Regions from separate parts of the Sus scrofa genome. Here region 1 is linked to region 2. A link is a contact called in public promoter capture Hi-C data. All regions are on one chromosome and are shown on one strand. Each heading gives the region's core, a stretch centred on a gene start, on an enhancer-like site or on the middle of the called end of the contact. The rest is flanking DNA. Distances are from core to core; before and after follow the strand shown. Region 1 overlaps SCP2 (sterol carrier protein 2). Region 2 has its middle 9.6 kb from the start of CPT2.

The links. Promoter capture Hi-C pulls out the DNA fragments that hold promoters and counts their contacts.
Region 1: a promoter capture Hi-C map of liver shows a contact between it and region 2, with 3 times the contacts expected there. The contact joins two enhancer-like sites. A contact is called at or near these places in 1 of 5 promoter capture datasets (liver) and 2 of 47 Hi-C or Micro-C datasets (embryonic fibroblasts and liver).

What each region holds. Positions count from the first base shown.
Region 1 is chr6:159,305,514-159,310,775 of Sscrofa11.1, reverse strand. All of the region lies in intron 1 of SCP2 (sterol carrier protein 2), which reads left to right. Among named protein-coding and RNA genes, the nearest start is that of SCP2, 6.8 kb to the left of the region's middle. Within about 2 kb of position 2,990, at least 2 of the 83 cell types and tissues checked have an H3K27ac peak or open chromatin away from gene starts, as enhancers often do. A contact at or near this core is called in liver, where this site is marked.
Region 2 is chr6:159,068,195-159,073,650 of Sscrofa11.1, reverse strand. No RefSeq gene overlaps it. Among named protein-coding and RNA genes, the nearest start is that of CPT2, 9.6 kb to the right of the region's middle. Within about 2 kb of position 3,265, at least 12 of the 83 cell types and tissues checked have an H3K27ac peak or open chromatin away from gene starts, as enhancers often do. A contact at or near this core is called in liver, where this site is marked.

The DNA of each region.
Region 1 (5,262 bases), core at 1,741-4,240, 240 kb before region 2:
CCTGTAGATTAAAAGAGAATTTAGGAGTTCCCGTCGTGGCTCAGTGGTTAACGAATCCGACTAGGAACCATGAGGTTGTGGGTTTGATCCCTGGCCTCTGCCCAGTGGGTTGGGGATCCGGCCTTGCCGTGAGCTGTGGTGTAGGTCGCAGACACTGCTCGGATCTGGTGTTGCTGTGGCTGTGTGTAGGCCGCAGGCAATCGCTCCCATTAGACCCCTAGCCTGGGAAACCCCCCCCACACACAAAAAAGAGCATTTAAAGCCCATAAAATTTTGTAAAAAACGCAAGACGGAACTATAGTGTGTACAGGTAGATACCTGGGTGTGAAATACTCCAAGGAAGTGATTACTGTAAGAATAGGATAGTAATTACTCTGGGAGGGGATGGGATTGAGATTGGGATAGAGTATTAGAGGAGTTTCTGGCAGGCAAGGTTTAATTTTTTAGTCTAGGAGGTAGGTGTCAAAGACAGAGCTGGACAGCGGTTAAAGGTTTGGTGTTGTCACCCGAATCATCGGGTGGCTGCTGAGCGTGGCTTTGATCCCTGGCCAAGGACGTCATATACCTGGGGAGGGGGAGGATCGTGGACATTAGGTAAATGTCAGGAGAGATTTAATCAGTCGTATGGTATTGCGAAAGGGCAAGAGGAGGGCAGAGGGAACTGAGCTAACTTTATACAGAGTGACTGGGTATTTTAAAGGGAAAATAAGGGAATCAGGAGGGTGGTGAGTAGGGCTCAGTGCAGTAGTCCCTTGGTGTCACTGGGGGGATTGATCCAGGATCTCTCTCAGATACCAAATCCATGGATGCTCAGCCCTTTTCATCGACCCTCTGTATTTACAGACACAGAACCCATGGATGCAGAGGGCCAGATGGAGGGTCAGGGCAGTGAAAACTTACATAAAGTGGGAAGGGGGGAGGTTAGTTCACGTGAAACCCATCTGGATTTGCTGATTGGCATTTTTCCCAAGCTGGGACACCAGCTCTATCTTCAGGTGTTGGACGAAAGAAGCAAGAAATTCTCTTGCTAGGCTTTGAGTTTTCTAAGACGGGCCACTTTAACTGGGCCAGGGTCCCCCAGGTCTTTATAGGCCCAGGCTGAGACTGAGTAGAAAGAAGGCTTAGAGGATCCTGGCTAGAATTTGGTGAAGGAGAGAATCTTTGTCAATGGTTCCAAGAGGTTTACTTTAAAATAATTCATAGGGGTGTGTGTGTGTGTGTTGTGGTTTCCTATATCTCTGTTATTTATGATAAAAAGGTTAAAACTTTAAAAATGGGGCAGTTAACTCCAGGAAAAACAAAGCAAAATGAAATTGTGTGATAAATCGTAGTGGCCCACAGAAAGAAACTAATAAGGAGAGCACTGAGTCTAATTAATAAAAAACTGATTCACCACGTGAGGAGGATGAGGGAACTGTAGAAGTCTCTGTGCGGTGCCCAAGAGACCTGCTTCTCATTGGCCCCCATTGGAGACTGTGATATTATTTCTTAATTGATTTTATTTTTTATTTTATTTTTTATTACTCAATGAATTATTACATTTATAGTTGTGCTAAATTGATTTTAAAAAATAAATAATAGCATAAGACTATTTAGGAACATGACATTTATAAAAAATATCTAAAAGAATGGAGCCCGTCCTGGCTCAGCATAACAACCCGACTAGATCCAGAGAGCAGGTTCATCCTGGTCTTGCCAGTGGGTTAAGATCCTCGTTGCCGTAGCTTGGTGTAGTCACAGATCGGCTCAGATCCCTCATTGCTGTGGTTGTGGCATAGGCTGGTAGCTACAGCTCCGATTGGACTCTAGCCTGGGAGTCTCCATATGCCCTGGGTGTGGCCCTAAAAAGACTAAAAAAAAAAAAAAAAAAAAAAAAAAAAAAAAAAAGAAAGAAAGAAACCTAAAAGAATTGAAAATGCATGTCTTGGGAGCAAGTAAGGCTAGTGGATGAAGGGTAATGGAACAAGATAACTTTTTTTAAAGTATAGTTGATTAAAATGTGCCAACTTCAGCAAAGTGACTCAGCCACACACACACACACACACACACACACATTCTTTTTCAAATATTATTTTCCATCATGGTCTGTCCCAGGAGATTGGATATAGTCCCTGTACTACACAGTGGGACCTTGTCGTTTATCCATTCGAAATACGATAGTTTGCCTCTACTAACCCGAAACTCCCCATCTATCCCATTGCCTCCCCTCTCCTCCCTGGTAACCACAAGTCTTCTCTGTGTTGGTGAGTCTGTTTCTGTTTTGTAGATAGGTTCATTTGTGCTCAAGATTGCTATTTTTTTATAACTTTGTGGTAGGTATTTTTTATTTTATTTTTTGCATTTCTTTGATTAAAAAAATGAAAACTAAGAAACAAATACAAATGGAATGTTACCACCCTCAGAAATTCCCTTCTTCCCTTGTGCAGCCACTGACTCTTGCTGCAAAGGGTTACCATTATCCTGGCTTCTGACCTTTAATAGCACAGAATAGTTTCGGCTCTTTTGTTCATGTTAAGTTTGTGAGATTCGGCCTTAATTTCTCTTTTTTGTCTCTTTGCCTTTTTAGGGCCGAACCCACAGCATATGGAGGTTCCCAGGCTAGGGGTTGAGTCGGGCTGTAGCCACCAGCCTAGGCCACAGCCACAGCAACACCAGATCCCAGCCGTGTCTGCGGCTTACACCACAGCTCACGGCAACGCCAGATCCTTAACCCACTGAGTAAGGCCAGGGATCGAACCCGCAACCTCATGGTTCCTAGTCAGACTTGTTTCCACTGGACAAAATGGGACCTCCTTCATTCAGTCTCAACAGTGCATTTAGAACGATCTAATGTGTAAGCCTTCTCAACCCCGTCTTTGTCTTTTAAAAATAGGGCTCTATTTTTCAAAGCGGTTTCAGGTTGCAAAATTGAGCAGAAAGTACAGAAAGTACAGAGTTCCTACATGCTCCCTGCCCCCACATGTGTACAGCCTTGCCCGCTGTCAATAATCAGCATCGGAGTGGCACAGTTGTTAAATCGATGAACCCGTATTGACACATCAGTATTACTCAAAGCCAAAGTTTCTATTAGTGCTCACTCTTGGTGTTTTTATTCTCTGATTGGGCAAATATATGATGACCTGTATTCCGCATCTTAAAGAGTAGTTTCACTGCCCTGAAAGTCCTCTGTGCTCTGCCTCTTCATCCTCCTCCCTTTATCCCTGACAACTATTGATCTTTTTTACTGTCTCCAGAGTTTTGCCTTTTCTAGAATGTCTTATAGTTGGAATCATACAGTATACATAGTCTTTTCAGATTGGCTTCTTACTTAGTAATATACATTTAAATTCCTCCATGTCTTTCCATGGTTTGATAGCTCATATCTTTTTAGTGCTGATAACCTTCTGTTATCTGGTTGTACCTCTGTTTATTTATCCTTTCACCTGGTAAAGACATCTTGGTTGCTTCCAGATTTGCCAGTTATAATAAAGCTGCTGTAAACATCTGTGGGCAGGTTTTTGTGTGAATAAGTTTAAAAAATTTTTTTTTTGTTGAAGTATGCTTGCTTTACAATGTTGTGTTATTTCTGCTGTACAGCAAAGTGACACACGTATATATATATGTATTCTTTTCCATGTTCTTTTCCATTATGATTTATCATCGGATATGGACTATAGCTCCCTGTGCTATACAGTAGGACCTTGTTTATCCATCCGATATATATAGTGGTGTGCATTTGCTAATCCCACACTCCCAGCCCTTGGCAACCATAAGTTTGTTCTCTATGACTTAAGTTTTTAACTCATTAAATCTAAGGAGAACAGTTTGCTGGATAATACGTTAAGAGGGGATTTTGGTAAGACACTGTCAAAACTGTCTCCCACGTGTCTGTACCATTTGGCTTCCCATCACCAACGAATGAGAGTTCCTGCTGCTCCATATCCTTGCCGGCATTTGGTATTGTAGTTGTATCTCTTTGTTTATTTCAGTTTCTTTTTAAAAATCCGTTGTTGGCGTTCCCTGCTGTGGCGCAACAGTATGTGTGTCATCTCTGGAGCGCAGGGACAAAGGTCCCCCCCCCACCTAGCGCAGTGTGTTGAGCTTTGGCATTGCACAGTGTGGCATAGGCTGCGTTGCAACTAGGATCTGATCCTGGCTGGACACTCCATATGTCGCAGGGCAGCCACAAAAGAAAAAAAGATTCAGTGTCTTCAGGATAAAGCCCAGGAAACATGTAAAGGTCACTTGTGAGTTGGTTCTGTAGCCAGATTGCCTGTAGTTGAAATTCCTCTCAATGAGCTGTGTTTCTTTGGCAAGTGATTTAATTCTCTGTGCCTTAGTTTCTTATCTTAAATTGTATAATAATAGTATTATTAGGGTTGTTGTGGGTTAACAGTATATATTGAGTCTTAGTACAGTGAGTAAGAGAGTAAGTGCCCAGTAAGTGTTGTAGTTATCATTGTTTGGTCCCAAGTAACTTTTCTGTCCTTATCACTTGCCATTTCCCATTATGCGTTTCACTCTGTAGGATAAATTATTTGCATATAAAGTGCCAAATTCTCTCACTTCTAGGCTTTTGCTCTAAAATTTCCTTTCTTTCATTTGCCTAACTTCTACTCATCCTTAAAGACGTAATTAAATTTTTTTTGAATTATAGTTGATTTGCAATGTTCCTTCAATTTCTGCTGTATAGTAAGTGACCAACTGCATATGCACACATTGGGACAGTGCCTTTTTTTTTTTCATTTTCGATTATGTTCTAGCCCAAGAGACTGGGCACAATTCCGTGCTGTACAGGACCTCACCTCATTCAATGTAGCAGTCAGCATCTGCTACCCAACTCCCATCTATCCTGTCTCTCCCTCTTCCCTGGCACATAATTCTGCCCCCATGGTCCATGATAGGTTTCTGTTTTGTAGATAGATCATTTGCGTCATATTTTGACTCCACATATAGGTGATATCATTGGTATTTGTCTTTCTCTTTCTGGCTTACTTCATTAGTATGAGAATCTCTATTCTATTCATGTTGCTGCAAATGGCATTATTTTGTCCTTTTTATGGTGAATAGTATTTTGTTGTATATATGTACACGTCTTCTTAATCATTCATCTGTTAGTGGCATTCTGGGTTGTTTCATGTCTTGACTTTTTGAATAGTGTTGCAGTGAATATAGGGGCGCATGTATCTTTCTCAATGAAATTTTGTTTGGATATACCCAGGAGTGGGATTGCTGGATCATGTGGCCGTTTTTTTTTTTTTTTTTTTTTTTTTTTTTTTGTCT
Region 2 (5,456 bases), core at 2,016-4,515:
ACTCCATCCCAGCCACATGGTAGGTGTGTTCCTGGAACTGGAGTGGGCAAAAAGACCCTGTCCTCCAAACACTAGGGATCTGTGCACTGAGCACTGATTGCTGCTTTTGATCACAGAGGCCCAGACAAAGAGGTGGGCCATCACTGTTGCTGTACCTCCCCAATTGTTGAAAGCCCCTACCATCCAGCTGAAGTGACTTCCAGAGGATTTAAAGGACAAGTGCCCTTTCCCATGTGACTTTTTCTTTTTTCACCTTTGGGAGACAGACATTAAACGTGAGGAATTTCAAAAACAACTGCACATGCAGTGAAAATTTAAAAAGTGTGTGTGCCCAGAGGAAGGTTTGGAAAAGATCTGAGAAGACTTTAAATTCATACCTCAGGCTGGTCCTCAGCACAAAGACAACCTACAACAGTTTTAAAAAACAGTAAACAAAACAATAACAAAAAACAGCAAACCCTTGGGAAGGGGGAGAATCTAATTTCCAGAGTCGCTACATTATTAGGTTCAAATGTCCAGTTTTCAATAACAACAACACAAAGATCACAAGGCATACAAAGATCAGGAAAATATGGCCCATTCGAAGTGGAAAAAAATGAACAGAAACTGTTCCTGAAAAAAACCTAATAACGGATATACTAGACAAAGACTTTAAAGAAACCATCTTAAAGATCCTCAAAGAACAAAAGTGAGATGGGGAGAAGTCAAGAAATTGATGTATGAAATGGAAATATCAATAAAGAGAGAGAGAAAAAACCTAAAAAGAAATAAAAAAGAAATTCTGGGGCTGTAAAGTACAGTAACAGAAATGAAAAATTCACTAGAAGGAGTCAAAAGCATATTTGAGCAGGCAGACGAAAGGATCCATGAACTTGAATACAGAATGGCTTCCTCTCAGTTACGTCTGGCCACTGAGGTGAAAAGAGAGCAATGGGGGGGCATGGTTTATGTGAGCTAAACAGGGCTGAAGATGGTCCTCTGAAATTCTCCCCAAAGTGACCCCACTGGAGTGTGAAGATATTAGGGAGAGAGAGAGAGAGAGAGAGAGAGAGAGAGAGAGAAGGTGTGCTGTGGGTGGACTTCCCCATGACCAGAATGTGACTGAATTCTTAAATTACCAGGATGGTTAATTTAATGCATCAATTTGACTGGTCCATGTGCCTAAATACTTGGTCAAACATTATTCTGAACGTTTCTGTGTGGGTGTTTTTGGATGAGATTAATATTTAAGTTTGGTGAACTTCAAGTAAAGCCGACTGCTCTCTATAATGTGAGTGAGCTTCATCGAATAAGTTGAAGGCCTGACTAGAACAAAGACTGACCTTCCCTGAGCAAAAAGGAATTCTGTCAGCAGATGATCTTTGGACTTGATCTATAATGCTTGCCTGGGTCTCCAGCCTGATGGGTTACCTTGCAGATTTTGAGCTTGCCCCTCAAAGCAATATGTGATTCAATTGTCAATTCTTTAAAATATGCCTCTATCTCTATCCTTCTATCTCTGCCTCCATTTCCATATCTATTTCTGTCACCTCTATTCTGTCTCCGTCTCCATCTGTATCATTTTTAACTCCATCTCCATCTATCTCCATCTCTATCATCTCCATCTCTATCTCAGTCCACACACTATTGGTCTTGTTACTCTGGAGAACACTAATTCAAGTACTTTCCATGCCAGGGAGTCCAGATGGGAGCCGATCAACCACAGAGCCAATGTCAGGGGCTCTGTTTGATCGATTATTTGTGACTTCTTGGCAGAAGAAGATAATTTACTTCTTGGTAAATTATCCAAGAGCAGGAAGTTAGTTCACGTTGCATCAGAGTATCATCCCTGACTTCTTCCACTCATCCCCACCTCATTAATCCATCTTGTGACTGATTCTTTCCACTTTCTGAATTTTATCTCTCTGACTGCTACCACCTTAGTCTGAGCCATCCAGAGAAATCCCCAGCCCATCACACAGGGACCTCAACCACCTAACTTTTGCTAACTCCCAGCTTTGACTCTTGCCATTCCCAGCACTGGCTCCACAAGCCAGATGTGCAGAACTCTTTTCACTACTAGTATAGACTATGATTTTTTTCCCCTTTTTTGGAAACCCCATGGCATATGGAGTTCCTGGGCCAGGGATCAGACAGATCTGAGCAGCAGCTGTGACCTTAAGCTGCAGTTGCAGCAATGCTGGATCTTTAATCCACTGTGCCGGGCCAGGATCAAACCTGTGTCCTGGTGCTTCCAAGACACAGCCATCCTGTTGCACTACAGCGGGAACTCCTAGTCCATGTTTTATTATGCCTCTGTGTTTTTCATTCATCTAACAATCTCTAACAAGGATTGACCTTGTATTTGATCCTGTGCTAAGAGTGACTACACAATGCCAGGCCTCAGGAGCTCAGGGTCTAGGGGGAAGATAGGCTTGGGGACAGATAAAGGTGACCATGGGTTGGCAGTGCCCCAAGGAGGATCCTTACAGACTACAGAAAGAAAATACACATGTGAAAAAGGCACTTTGCAGAGGGCTGGAACATCATATTTTCACATATGCTCTTCTCTTGGCTGCCTTGTACCTCCTCTCCAGTGAACTGAACCCAAGCTCAGTATCATGTCAGCCCAGCTAAATATCATCTCTGGACCCAGCAGAGTTACTGTAGCCTCCACTGTTCCCTCTCCAGGGTCTCTACCATTTCAGATTTAACAGGGTCCTCACTTATCCCATGGAGTAATCCCTCCAAATACCCTACCACTGGCCGAGTGTTTACTCTGCGCTGAGCGTGTGCTTGCCCTGTGACCACCCTGTGTGGCAGGTTCCGTGGGATCTCCATGGGCTCAGAGGGGTTAAGTCCCTTGCTCAGCATCCCAGGGCTCATGAGCTTCATCTTTTAAAACTCCAGCGCCGAGCACCCCGCCCGGCACAGAGTCGATCGTCAGTGTCAAATGAAGTGACATTTTTCAAAGTTGCACAGCTTTATGAGCTGAATAGAATGGAATAAAATAAGCTAGAGGTATTTGTCAGGGGAGACTTCAAAAGCAGAGAGCCTTTGTTTCTCTTTCACCACCACTGGCCATTCTTACTGTCTGAGCAGCAAGTGGGAGAGGGAAGCCAGATAGATGGTCCCGTTGGTACAGGTCCCAGCACCTTGCTGCCACCAGATGACACAGCAGGGAACACTGCACTTGGGAAAGGCCCATCTGGGAAGCTCTCCCCGACACCATGTCCCTCTCCCTTGGGGGTGGAAGCTGAGGTCTCTCCTGGCTGGAGCTGGCCCTGCTGAAGGCCAAATATTTGCAGACAGGGATTTGCAAAGTCTTGAGCTCTTATGATCTCATCCGAATGGCTGGCTGTGGGAGGCCGGCTGGTTTTCCTAGGCCACCAGCTCTGGGGAGGTGAAAACGACCCCCCTTGGGCTCAGAGGCCTGGGCCTGGTTCTCAGTCCGGTCACTTTACAGCCACTGGACGGGGAACCTCAGTTGCCTTTGCCATAAAATGGAAACGCTGATTGTTCTACCTCGGGGTTGTCATGAGAAGTAAGACGATACACGTGGGACGTGCTTTTAACTGCTTTTTGCTGTAACAGGCAAGGGATTGTTAGTCATTCAAAGAAGCCAGAGTTCCTCAAGCCGCCGTCTCAGAGCCTTGCACCCAGCGTGGGGAGGACACCCTCGCTCGCAAATGCCAAGACGTCTAGACAACCCAGTCGGTTTATCTGAGTTTATTATTGCGAACCACACAACAGGGAAACGACTTGTTGAGCTGATTGGACCAGGTCTGGTTATTTATAGAGGCCCCTTGGAACGAGCCCAGGATCTGGCGACAGAAATCCTGGAAATGAATCTTAGATCCCCCATTTCTGTTTGTGTGAGCTGAGTGTTGTTTTTTCAGCTCTGAACCCGGGACTGGCATCTCCACTTTGCCTGTGCCCTTTGACCCAGCAATCCTGCTCTTGGATGCTAGCCCAGAGACATTCTCTGGCAGGTGTACCCCTCAGGGGACATGGTGGAGAACATGCATCTTGCTGGTGTCTGTGGTAGCTGACAGGAGGGGGCGTGAAGGTTTTCACCACCAGAGGGAAGGGTGCGTAAGCTGTGGCCAGGACAGCTCTAAGATTCGGAGAGCGGACACAAGCAATGGTCTAAACACACCCACAGCAAGAGGGTGACCCTTCAAAACAGAGCTGGGTGGCGTTCCCCTTGTGGCTCAGCGGGTTACGAACCCAACTAGTATCCACGAGGATGCGGGTTCGATCCCTGGCCTTGCTCGGTGGGTTAAGGATCCAGCGTTGCGGGGAGCATCGGCGTAGGTCACACGCGTGGCTCAGAACCTGTGTGGCTGTGGCTGTGGTGCAGGCTGGCAGCTCCAGCTCCGATGGGACCCCTAGCCTGGGAATTTCCCTATGCTACAGGGGTGGCCCTAAAAAACCAAACCAACCAACCAAACAACAACAACAACAAAAATAAAAGACAGAGCTGGGTGACAACATAAAGGGCAGAACATGTAACACAATACCAGGGACATGAATGAAAACAGAAGCACACACGAAACAGGAGACTATACCAGGATCCATGCATATTTATAGACCTATATCAGCACAGCAGAATGGCGGCCCATGAGTGGAGATTAGTAACGAGGGGCAAAGCAAAGCCAGAAAAGGATGTCACATGGACCAATGACAATAGTGAGCTTTTAAAATTTTAGGGGGCTTGAGGAAGTTCCCAGGCCAGGGATCAAACCCACACCACAGCAGTAACCACAGCCACAGCAGTGACAACACCGGGTCCTTAACCCTCTGAGCCCCGAGGGACCTCCCAATAATGGGCAGGAGATACGATCAACTTGATTTCCTGCCTCAAAGATTAGGAAATGCCCTCCCTTGAGGTGTGGTCGGAATTACACACAATGTTCATAGGTGTCCTTGGCACAGGGTTTGGCACATAGCAGGTGCTCCAGAAATGGCGGCTCTTTTTGCCGTTCGCTCACGGAGCACATTGGTACCAAGCACTACTTGGTGCTGGGCTTGGTGTGAGGAGCTGTGGAAGAGGGAAACTGTATGGCTCAGGGACTGTATGCGAGGTGGCAGAGGGGACGTGACAGCATCAGGAGAGGGAACCCTCATCCGGGATGGCAGAGACTGTGCCGCCAGACCCCCTCACTTTCCAAAAGGAGGCCGAAAGCGGCCTCATTTTCAAGGCCACGCAGCAACTTTGTGATGGAGTTAAGAGCAGTCTCCAGGGTCCTTTCCGGAGCATTATCCAGCATTATCCGAGCCAGCCCCCCGGGCCTAGACCACTGGGAGGGGAAGCTGTATCTCCTGTCACGCCTTTTCCCCCAAAAGCCCTCCCTGAGGCCCCTCCCTTGTTCTTTGTTTGTCTGTTTGTTTAGGGCTACACTTGCAACCTATGGAGGTTCCCAGGCTAGGGGCTGAATCAGAGCTGCTGGCCTACACCACAGCCACAGCCATGC